2 separate regions of the Zea mays genome follow, and region 2 is linked to region 1. Evidence: chromatin contacts called from public Hi-C data. All regions are on one chromosome and are shown on one strand. The core of a region is the stretch at or near the end of the contact, and the rest is flanking DNA. Distances in the headings are between cores, read along the strand shown.

The links. Hi-C and Micro-C count contacts between places; a contact is called where the count stands out from the background.
Region 2: a contact with region 1 is called in a Hi-C map of leaf, with 8 times the contacts expected there. The contact joins the promoter of LOC100285657 here to the promoter of LOC100501489 in region 1. A contact is called at or near these places in 6 of 25 Hi-C or Micro-C datasets (ear, endosperm, leaf and 1 more).

Annotation. Positions count from the first base shown.
Region 1 is chr1:11,476,421-11,482,574 of Zm-B73-REFERENCE-NAM-5.0, reverse strand. LOC100501489 reads right to left here and starts at 3,229. Exons shown (of 12, transcript NM_001361332.1): 1 at 2,892-3,229; 2 at 2,561-2,776; 3 at 1,388-2,476; 4 at 826-948; 5 at 1-109. The coding sequence starts at 3,131.
Region 2 is chr1:11,772,997-11,779,150 of Zm-B73-REFERENCE-NAM-5.0, reverse strand. It overlaps LOC100285657 (Putative rRNA large subunit pseudouridine synthase SVR1, chloroplastic), which reads right to left and starts at 2,439. Exons shown (of 10, transcript NM_001158548.2): 1 at 1,890-2,439; 2 at 732-811; 3 at 405-505; 4 at 37-106. The coding sequence starts at 2,391.

The sequences.
Region 1 (6,154 bases), core at 1,980-4,479:
CAGAGCCAGTAACTAGCAAAGCTCCATCTGATGATATGTCCATACAGAGAACTGGAAGTTTGTGCCCATAAAGGTTTAAAGATGGTTTCAGTGTGTCCATGTGGAAGACCTGTATAAACATATGAATATTTGAGGGAAGGAAAGTAACAAAAGGTAACTAACTAACTATAGATTGAAGCAACTTTTTATTCCTAATTGTTTCCACTTTCTGAAATGTAGTTTGTACCTCAGATTTCTATGTGAAATGATGCAGTTGTCCTTAAGATTCATGGCTTTGATCAGAACAATGTTATTACTAAATAATAACAGAAGTAATTACCTAAGTAGCAACCAAACTTAGCGTAGAAAGTGAAAGCACCATTGACATCTCTTGGATTTTACATTTTCAGAAGAATTAGAGAAGGGTAAATGATGACTGTCATGCGTCAATAATCACTTAATTCACTGACTCGACACACTAAGAACCTATTAATTTAACAAGTGTGCAGACTATAAATATTGACACTTCCTTTCTTCTGGAAGCAAATAAGCACCTAGTGTAAACATACAGATGGCACTTCAGAAATATTATAATGGTAGACAGAGAATCACAGGCATATATCAATGAGATATCTTGCTATAATAACAATACCTAATCTAGATTACATAAACAATCCAATCATATGGACCAGGGTTCAGGTTCAACGATCCTGTACCATCTCCCCAAATAATATAAATACATGTAAATATTCTAAACACATAAATGATAGTGTTCCAAATTTCCTGTTGCATAAAACCGCATATAAAAGTAAATGTTATGTGAGTAGAAATGATTTAGAGAGCAACCTTGACATGGCAATCCAAGAGAGCAACAGCAATGTGCTTTCCTTCGGGACTGATCGAGACAGCAAGAACATCTTCTGTCATTTTCAAGGTCCTCACATTAGTTACAGTCAGCTGCTTAGAGTCCTGTAACAAAGTTAAGAAATCAATAAGCTGCTTAGCAGAGTTATTGGGATTCTTTATTTCTTTCAGAGAAAATAGACCAAGAACTCCAGCAATAAATAATAGCCACACGATTGAATCTTTGGAATTGATACAGAGATGAACGAGCCATTTTATCATAAAAAAGGTAGTAAGGTACTACATCAACAGTACAGTGACACAAAAAATTCTTTTGACCTGGAACTGTTATTCAATAACATCCAATCGAGTTGATGGATGGAGCAACAATTTTTGAGGTGAAAAACAATACAGAAGGCAGTCATATAAGAAAATCATCACCACTCAATATAAAAATTTAAAATGGTGTTTTTCTTGGAACTGATCTGTGGAGAAGTAACTAGGAAAACAGGAACTGATGCACAACATTACTTGGCGCATTTTAAGTGGAATACAAGAGGCTCACGTTATCAGACTTCTGCACCAATTGGTATTCCCAGAACTTGACATCATGATCAGCACTTCCAGTGACAAAGCCTCGTGCACCAACAGTTCCATCTTCATCTGGAATAGGTACAATTGACCGTATGGAGCCAGCATGAGCTTCTATGGCCTCAGTTAAGCTCCCACTAGCAATATCCATAATCTCCAACGTACCACTTTTTGTACCAACAAGAGCATACCGATTTCCAACGAAAGCACTTGACAACCCATATCCAGAGTCAATGGTCCGAAGGCATTCCCCTGTACTAGGGTTCCATATCTTGACAGCGTTATGACTAGTCGACATAAGGAGGTTGTCCTCCGAATTAAGGGAGACACTCCTGATGTCAGAACGGTGTCCATGCATCTCAACTGAGTACATCTTTGATACCTTCTCCTTATCCACTGAATATGTCTCAAGCATGTTATTGTTGAGTGATAGAGACAAAGTGGCAAGGCATCCTCTTGGAGGATTACTTGGAGAGAATGTAATCGAACATATTTTTTTGCTTGCACGTAAAACTTGAAATAGCTTAAATACATCGGTGACAATAACAGTAGGATTTTGTAAGTTTTGAACTGGTAAAGGATCAATGATAGTGCCATTCTCTTCAGCAATCATGGATTTCGCAGATGCTTTCTCCTTCTTTCTGCTCACCCGCCTTTTGGCCTTACGTGCAGCCTCTGTTTCATCAAGAACCCTATAAATATCTGCTGTCTTCCCAGCCACCTGGCATACCACAAGACTGCCGTCCCTATTAAACCTAACATTTGCCACTCGTTCCTTGCTCTGCCGTGGAATCTCACCAAATAGCTTGAGCACATCCCACTTGCTCCAATCCTCGCCTTCCTCCACTGATTGCCGGATTCTAAACACTTGCAGCTCTGGATCAGCAGACCCAGACACTAAAAATCTCTCGCTAGGATCAACATCCATTGACCAAATCTCACTGCGGTGACCACCAACGATTTGAAGACAGTGCTGTGTTTCAAGGTCCCAAACCCTAATAAACTTGTCCTTGGAGCAGCTCATCAGCTTCTTACCAGAATCCAGAAACACCAAATCGGTGACCTGCACATTGTAATCCCCTCAATTAGCGCTACTAACCTTTGCTAACCAATCAAACAGACTCAGACATCTGAAGCCGCAATGTACCTGGTCACGGTGGCCACGCAGACGGAAGAGCCCAGCCTGCGCAACGACGTCCCAGAGGATGACATCGCAGTCCTTGCTGCCAGAAGCGAGGACGGCGCCAGAGGGGCCGAAGCGGAGGGCGGAGGCAGCGGAGCGGTGGCCGTGGAGGGTTGCCTCGCAAGCACCTGTTTCCGCGTCCCACAGCCTGATGCTCCCATCTGCGTGCCCGCTCGCAATCTATACCAAACAAAGCACCAACGCACGAAATTGAGTCAAATTCAAACGCGGGAACCAGCCTGCCAAATTCGAAGAGAGCTGAAGACAGGGAGAGCCGGAGAGGGATCAGGGGTACCGAAGAGGAGACGGCGGCGGAGTGGGAGGAAGCGATGCAGGAGACGGCGAGCGAAGGGGAGGAGGAGGAAGGTGCGAAGGAGACAGAGGGAAGACCACGCTTGATGTCCCAGGCGGCGAGGCGGTCGAGGGCGGCGGCGAGGAGGCGGCGGCCCGAGGGGTCGTAGACGACGTTGGACTCCGGCGACGCAATCACACCGAAGGTGAGGGCCGGCTCGTAGCGGAGGTAAGCCTTCACCATGGCGGGCGGCCGCCGGCGCGTGGGCTGGGTGGTTCAGGCAGCGCGCTTGTGTCTTAGGGTTTATGGCGGCGGACAGAAGGGGACCGGGGTTTTTATTTAACACTACTCTTCCTCAACGATAAACCGCTTTCCTCCATTCTTTGCAAGATCATTTGAGGTAAGCGACCCATTTGATACAGTGTCTCCTGAGGGGAGAATTTGATATATACCGCCTTTAAAACGATGATATAAATAATATCACTGGTAAAATAAGGATTCAAGACATTGGATCTTAATACTACTCATTTTTCGTATATATATCATATAAATAGGTATTAGAATAGTTATTTAAATATAATTATTATTTATTTCTAAACACTAAGGTATGTGTGTTCTGGTGGTTATCCTTAAATATTTTGAGCTGGGTGGAGTTCGAATGCTCGCGCTACACTTTTTTTCGTTGTGTGGGTGGGGTCGGGTGTTGAGCAGGTGCCACATGGCAATAGCATAGTGTCAGTGTGGCACTGTGGCAGGTGTACACATTATGTTTTTAATAAAGTAGTATAAATAAATAGATATTGAGATATTTATTAAATATAATTATTGTTTATTTATAAACACTAAGGTATATGTAGTCTGGTGGTTATCCAAAATGTTTGGAGCAAGAGGTTGTGGGTTTGAATACTCACTTTACATTTTCTTTTGCACGGTGTGGTAGCGCGGAGGGTGAAGCCATGGTATCACCAGGTATTTACATTAGGTTCTTAATAAATTAATATAGATATAGATAAACACTAAGGTATGTCTAGTTTGGTGATTATCCATAAATGTTTGGAGAAGGGGATGTAGGTTTAAGCCCCCACTTTGCACTATTTTTTATACCGTGTGTGATATCGCGAAGGGTGAATATAGATTATGATAGCTACAAATTTCTATCTTTCTCCACTCTAATTAAGTTTTAACACCAAAGTTTACGTGCTTTGACCAATTTACCTCTCACGATACAAACACGGCTGCATGCCCATATGAAGGAACACATAAAAAATGTTCTAAGCATCTGATCAATATAATATAACATAATTAGTTTACAAAACAAAATATCAAAAGTAGTAAAATGCACAATAACCATCATAATTCATTAAACGTCATCAAATAATCCGATTAAAGGTCACCACGATATTTCATATACATCTAATTTAAATATTTCTAGAAAATATTTAAATTAGATACAGGTCTAGAAAAATTTTAAATTTGACGTTTGCTATGTGATAGAAATTCATGAATTATAATTGATATTGTGCATTTTACTATATTGTACTCCTTTTGTCCCAAATGTAATTCGTTTTTAGACTAATTACATATTTATTAAGTAACATGTGAATGTAGTTTGCAAGTATATTTATATTTATTATCATTAAAATGATGGTGGACATAAAGGTGGGCTAGAAAGAACTATATTTTGGAACGAGGAGGGTAATATTTTACTAGGGAAAGGATATTAGGAGCTCAGGGATTTCTAGTAGTTACAGGAAGCCCTGGCCGTGTCCTTACCAGATGTGCATGCAGTTTCTATTTTGATGGAGGTGTGATTTCATATCCAAAAATTATGGCAACTCTAAAAATTATGGCAGATCCGAAAATTATTGTGCACACGAAAAACATGCATGCGAGACATTGTGTGGGTGCAACCCAGGTTTCATAGAATACCCCATATCCATATATCCAAATGTGCTTACTTATGGGATGTCCTCATCATTGCTTAATGTTGATCCTTTATAATGTTATATTATGAGCAATCCATGTATATGAGACTTTTTCATATCAAACCATGTCTCTTGACTATTTTGAATCATGATTTCTTTTTCAACTTTCCTGTTCAACACTTAGCAAACTGATTAGTCCTTTAAGTGTGTTGTAATCCAAATCATCAAAACCCACAAAAGAGATGGATGCACTTTCACCAGGCGCCTTGCCACTAGACGTTAGTCGTGGCTCGCCAACGCTAGTCGCTCGGCCGCTGCGCCCGAGGCTCTGGAAGCATGTGGCCTCGCCTAGCTACATCCTCGTGGCCCTGCCTAGGTGTCAACTGGCACCCGACACCTCCTTTCTATCTAAGCAGTGTAGAGGCAGAGCCCCCCTCTAGCTCTCCACCCTATAATGAACAATGATTTGGCCTCTATATCAACAGTTGTCATTTTTAAGCACCAATTTCTAAGGTTTGCATTGTAATTTATAAACCCTAGATGTTATATTTGATTGTAAATGTGCTTAATTATTGAATGTGAAATTTTATATCTATTTATCGAATTTACTATAAAATTATATATACATTAGATGGATTTGTATATGAAAATTTTATTATGGCACACTCTATATGAAAATGCTAGATCCGCCACTGTGGGGAGGACAACAACCAGAGCCTAGTACGCGTGAAAATGATCGATGGAGGGCGCAAACGAAATGCATGGCATGGGAAGAGTAAAATGGGAGAGGGATTGAGAGCTTCAGAGGCGGTGTACTTTGGCGCAATGGGAGGGTTTTTTCGCTCGTATGAAGATAGGGATGATGGATATGGATACTATTGGATGGTTGTTTTCTTCCTTTTCCCCTAAAGTCTAGATAAGGATATTGGGATTTATTGAAGATGCTCTTGGTAGTATACATGTCCTAACATATGTGTTGGCCTGGCCCGTCCTAGGCACGACAGGACCCGGACTCAGACCAACACGATTTAAGTGTCATACCGTGTCGACCCATGGGCTACCTAAGGTGGCCCAGGCCCAACACGGTTGTTCTTACATGGGTCGGGTCATAGGCTCGATGGGCCAATCAATAGTGTCATGCTCGGGCCCATGAACATAAAACACTCAGATTCAACACATGCATTTCAAATACACATATTTGATACAAATTCAACATAGATTCAATAGACTGAACAAATTCGACACATTCAATAGATTCAATAGAAATTCATCATAATCAACAAATATTCAACATACATTCTGAAAGGGAATTAGGCTTACATCTAGTTCCTAAATAATTTT
Region 2 (6,154 bases), core at 1,190-3,689, 300 kb before region 1:
AAAATGAATGTTATGCCAGCCCTGTATGGAACATACCCAGCCCTTCAAATAATCATTAAATAAGGAGACAACAGATTTTGACTCTTCACCACATGAGCAAATGTACCTGTAGCACAGAAACAAAATTCATAAGGTTGATGGTTCTTTTTCTCTGATTCAAAAATAATTCACTGGAATACAAGATAATCATGGTTAATGCACAGGGATGATGCCAGAAATGACCTGAGACCCAGGCCGAGCCTGTTCAAATATGCCTAAAATCCCTTATGACCATGATGTTTCTACATATAGTTAAGTGGCCTTCCATGGACTTGTAGACCAAGAGACAGGGCTGGAACACATGGAGCCCAGGCCTTGGCTACAGATGCAGCACACAAATCAAATATGAAAAAGAAGAGACCAACCCCTTTGGCTTGTTAACAGCAAAATACAGCTTTGGAGGCAACTTCTTGGAAATGCGGTTCCCGTTAACGTAGATAGAATCCTTTGAGATGTCAACTTTGGTCTGCACAAAATGAGTTATTTTATCCTTTGATTTAACCGCAGAAAAAGAAATTTTGTTCATAGCATAATGCGCGTAAAAAATCAAGTCACATAAAACAGTTCAAGTGTTCTTGGACCAAGCGATTGTGGTAAGATTAACAGTGAACATTACTATGAAAGCAAAACATTATGGTAGCAAAACTAGTATCTCCTCATTCATAGAAGACAAAAACTCTGAGAATTAATACCTGAGGAGAAGTACAGACTGAACCATTGACAGTCACCTTCCCTTGGAAGATGAGCTCCTCACTGGTCCTTCTTGATGCCACTGGAAAGAGTCATTTAGTAAGCATCTTAACAGACAACGGTGAGCAAAACCAAAAGTTTTGAAGAGTGGAGTGTTATGTTTCTAGAGTTACTCGAAAGGAACTAAAGAAAATCCAAACTCCACAATATCACAAATGACAAGTGGAAATAGCAACCCAAACTGCTAAAGATATCAGGAGCAAACAAGACAAGTATGTAATAGAAGCCACCAATTTTGGGAGAGCTATCTGACTCTAAAGGAGAACAATCTGGATTTTCTAATGTACTCTCTCCGTTCCAAATTATCAGTCATTCCAACTTTCTTAGAAAACATCTCATGTTTGAGCAAATATATAGAGAGAGAGAGTTATAGAGATTTATAACATCAAAAAGATATACTATAAAAATATAATTAATAAAGAATCTAATGATACTTAGCTGGTGTCATAAATGATATTATTTTTAATAAATTTGATCAAACTTTAGATGCTTTTCACTCTACAAAAAAGTTGGAATGACTTATTATTTGGAGTCTCCTTTAGAGTCAAATGGCCACTAGCTGAGTTAGCTAGATGGTCTGAGTAGCACTTATCATGTCATGAGAGCAAATTTCAGATTAGGGTTAAAAAATCTCTTCGTCTGCCCCACGACAAAGCACAGGTCTAAGAACCGGCCCTTGTTGCGGTCATTCTCATATGGGCTATGGCGCCTCTATGTATGGGTGGGGCAGGGGTTTGAGAGGTTTTCTCGACCTGCGTGATAAGGTCTCCATCTTAATACAATGTCTAGGTCTGTCTTATTCCTGCAGGTCAAGTTATTTATATATATAATTTGGGATGGAGCGAGTATGCCATTTGGTAAAAAATGGCTAAGTCCTAGTAGAACCCCAGATATCACCATGGTATCATACAAGCATTGCTATCTCCACAGTCCAGTGCTCCACAAACTAACAAAAGCTGACATATTACTAAATCAATACCTATTCTGATCTAAGATGAGGAACGTTAACGCATGGAAAAAAACTCATCTAGAATACTCCTCCAGCTATTACTACTTGATTGAATGCCTGAGGTCCAGAAAAACAGTAGGACAAGGACTACCTCCTGCGGCGGCAAGGACCTTGGCGAGCCGTTGCGGCTCCCGCTCCTTGATATTCTCATTGTAAAACCTCCTGGCTGCCTTGGAGAACTTGGGCGGCACGGTCGGGGCGGGCTTCCTTTCCTTGCCCTTGACGCTGGCATTGGAAGCAGCCGCGGCGGCGGCGGCAACTGCGCCATTCTGGCCCTTGAGGGTTTCCTTCTTGGCGGCCTTCTTGGCCTCCGCCTCCGCGAGCGCGATGGCCTGGATTACGTCCGGCGGCGGGGAGGTGCTGAGGCGGGGCTTGCCGTCCTCCCCGCGGACGATCCACGGGACCAGCGGCTGCGCGGACGGGGCCTTTTTGGACGGCGCGGGCTCCGCGAAGGTGATGTTGAAGTCCGGGGAGGCGGAGGTGGACGAAGTGGCTCGGAGGAGGAGGCATGGGAGGCCGCGGCCTACGCGGAGCACGGAGGCGGGCCGGGTGAGGAAAAGGTGGAGGGAGACGGCTGTGGTGGCGAGGGCCATGGGTGCTTCGCTGTTCAGAGTTGCAGTCAGGATGTGCGGGGTTTATCGGATATCGGCATATCGCCACGGAGAAGCTGGGGCCTGGGAGCCGACGCAAACGCACCCAGACGAAAATTCCTTCGGCAGTACAAAACTGGCACGTAGGTTGCGGAGAAGAAGCCCGGTTCCACTCGGTTGGGAACTTCCGGCGAGGCCCGAACGAGCCCAAAGCTTGTAGTGGGCCGCTCAGTCCAGTCCCAGTACTAAATTCTTTTATTTTATAGGAGTAATAACAACTTCTAAATTCCTTCTCTTTTTTCTTTCTTTAAAGAAGTACATAATCTAAACGCCAACGTATCATATGCAAACCAAATTATTGTGCAAATTTCGTACAAACCAACTAACAAATGTCACAAAAAATTCTAAAGAAAATTATATATGTACTTCTTTGCCTACTATAGCACTGTATAAAATTTCAAGTTAAAATTCATCATATGTTAAGAGATACAAAGAAGAAGAAATTTTAAACTTGAAATTTTATACAATGGTATAGTAGACAATGAAGTATATCTTTTTATTTTCTTTTGACATATGTTAGTTGGTTTGCACGGAGTTTATATGAAAACTTGGTTTGCACCTCATAAGTTGCCAATCTAGACAGGTATGATTCAGTATATTTTCTTGGCTTTAGTTAGTCTATGGTTCCATCATAGATTTCCTAGAATGTTTTTATTTTGGATGTATGTTAATAAAATAACTAAGTTTTAGTTCTATATACAATCACCACGTGAGTTAATCTTTGTTGGTGATTTTATTTTTGCTTTAATAGGTCTTTTGTACTTGTCCATGTAAACTTCATCCACCACAAACCCATCATGGTATGTTTTACTTTCATCGAAGTACATTATTTAATGCAAGAAACAACCATTTCAACTGATATATTCTTAGTGTTGTGTGCCTTTTTGCTTCTAAACTTTACTGCTTTGCTTGATCAATGTGGAAGCAAATGTTTCAATTATTTCCCTCTACCGTATCAAAGGATTAGATTCTCAATATTTTAGATTCCAGGAAATGGTGCGACCCCTTTGAACATGGTGATTAGCTGATTTCCAATTTAAATTGTTCATATAATGGCTTCCATTTTCTAAACTTTACGCAGGTGATCGTATTGACTGACCTAGTTTCAACGTTTAATCGGTTCAATCGACTAGTTCATAGTTCCGCTGACCGATCAACATGATCGATACTAATCAATATGGATTTATATGACATTTTAACTTTAAAACCTTCACCAACCTACTCAACGAGCAATCTCCCCAATATTCCAAGACCCCTTCCAATGTAGGGCAGGTCTTATTCGATTGTTTTTCTTTCATACTCGTAATCGAGAGGATGTTCAACTTCCATGAGTCTGCAACCTATGTTTTCATATAATATCATCCGCTTCTGTATCCCTACCAATCATCTACGAATGTTTCTTCTTCCCATAAAAATTCTACCACAGTCCAAGTGGTGTGTGATGCATAGTGACAACACCTCTAGTGATAAGTGAAAGCTCTTTTGTGGATTTTGGTGGTTTGGATGACAACCCAATTAAAGGACTAACATGTGTGCTAAGTGTTGAACAGGTGCTTAGTGCAAAGCTTACAGGGTTCAACATAAGTGTTCAAGATTGATGGTCCAAAGGCTGAATTGATTATGGTTGTGGACATCACAAGTAAAGAAGAACATTGCTTAAGTGAGACTTGGTGTGCGTAACTCGGAGACAACTGATCAAGCCAAGGATGGAGGCAAGAAGAGCTTCGAGGTACTGAGTGCATGAGAGAAGGTCATGGAGGCCGAGGAACCCAAAGCTAGGGGTAAAGAATAAGACTTGCAAAGTCAAGGTTGATCAAGTCGAGAAGAGATATGGGGCATCGAGGATCACGACTTAAGAACATGACTTATAGCCAATGAGGTAATACTATGGTTATGTGGTGTAAGTCACAAGAATCAAGATGAAGCTCAAGAAGTGAACAAGGTCACTATAACGAGGAGTAGTGTTAAAGCTAGAACCTAGAAGCAGCCAAAAGAGCTAAGTTCACTTTGACCTTTAGTTTGGATTGTTCCTATGTTTGGATATGTTCTATGTGACCTTTGCATGGTGTTGGAGCTCATATATGTCAATCTAGATCAAGTCAAGTTGTCTTGATGGTTTAGAGTCCAACATCGACCTCAAACAGGCCAAAATGGGTAAAACGATGAAAAGGTTAATTATGTAAGGTTTGAGTGTTCAACTATGTTGCATACACTTTTTACTACATGTTTGGTACTTTGGTTTGCTCTCTGACTCTTTTTGTAGAGATTGTGCCATTCTAAGTTTTGTTTGAGGAGAGATAGAAAAACTGGGAGAAGAATGGGAAAGAGGTAACTTTCTGGAACTAAGTCATTTGGATTATACTCTAATTGTGTTTGTCTAAGTCTCAGGAAAATCCTCCCAAAAGTTGAAGTCAAATGGAGAAAGAATGAAGGAAAAACACTTAGTGTGTTGTTGGCTAGCGCACATGACAGGGAATAGTAATCTATCTGGTGCACAGGACAGTGAATAGTAGCATGTCCGGTGCACAGGGCAACGAATAGTAACATGACTGGTGCGCACATGCCAGTGGATAGTAACATGTCCGGTGCACACATGATAATGAATAGTAACATGTCCGGTGCACACAGGACAGTGAATAGAAACCTGATCGATGCAACAATAGATAGCCCTTTCAGAGAAGGAAACTGCCAATCATATCTTCATGCAACTGTTATTGTGTGTTGTCCGGTGCACCCGCAGACTAGGAAGGCTAGGAGCTTTCCAAATGAAGCTCCAACGTCTTTTAGTCCCCATGGGACTATAAAAGGGACCCCTAGGCGCCTCCAACAATTGTACAAGTGCAGCCAACAAGTCCATACATCATTGTGATCAATTCTTTCTCTCCCTCTCTTATATATCTCTTTGAGTTGGTACTTGCCCTTAATTCATATTTTTGCTTATACCAAGGTCCAATGTGTAGAACTTGCATCCTCGGACCTCACAAGTCCTAAATGCATTGATTTACAAGTATTCATCACCTGTATGCACGAGTTTAGTGAGAGCACCTAGAGGGGGGGTGAATAGGTGACCCTATAAAAATTCAACACTAAATATCCCAACTTGGTTATGAAGTGTTAGAAAGATTGAAACCAAGTTGTTAAAGTGAGAAATCTTCACTTGATTGTTCCTTTAGAGTGAGTATTGAACTTTGGAACAATAGCACAAGTGATTACGCGAGAACTCAAGGAGAGAAACCAATCACAATGAAAAGCGACACAAGAGACACAGTGATTTTATCCCGTGGTTCGGCCAAGTATAACACTTGCCTACTTCCATGTTGTGGCGTCCCAATGGACAAGGGTTGCACTCAACCCCTTTCAAGTGATCCAATTATCCACTTGAATACCACAGTTTTCTTCTTTAGAGATGTTTCCCGTTTATGAGGAATCTCCACAAGTTGAAGCCTCTCACCCTTACAAAGTTGATCACAACACAAAGCACAAGAGTAAGGGAGGGAAAGAAACACACGCAAGAATCGCAGCAATCACACGCACACAAGTCAAGACGTGAGCACACAAACACGGCGCAGGGAGTTTACAACTCAAGAAGTGCTCAAATCTCAAACACGATGATCTGATTGCGTGGCTGCGGAGTTTAGGCGTCTTAGGATGTTCAATGGAGGCTTGGTGTTGTGCTCCATGCGCCTAGGGGTCCCTTTTATAGCCC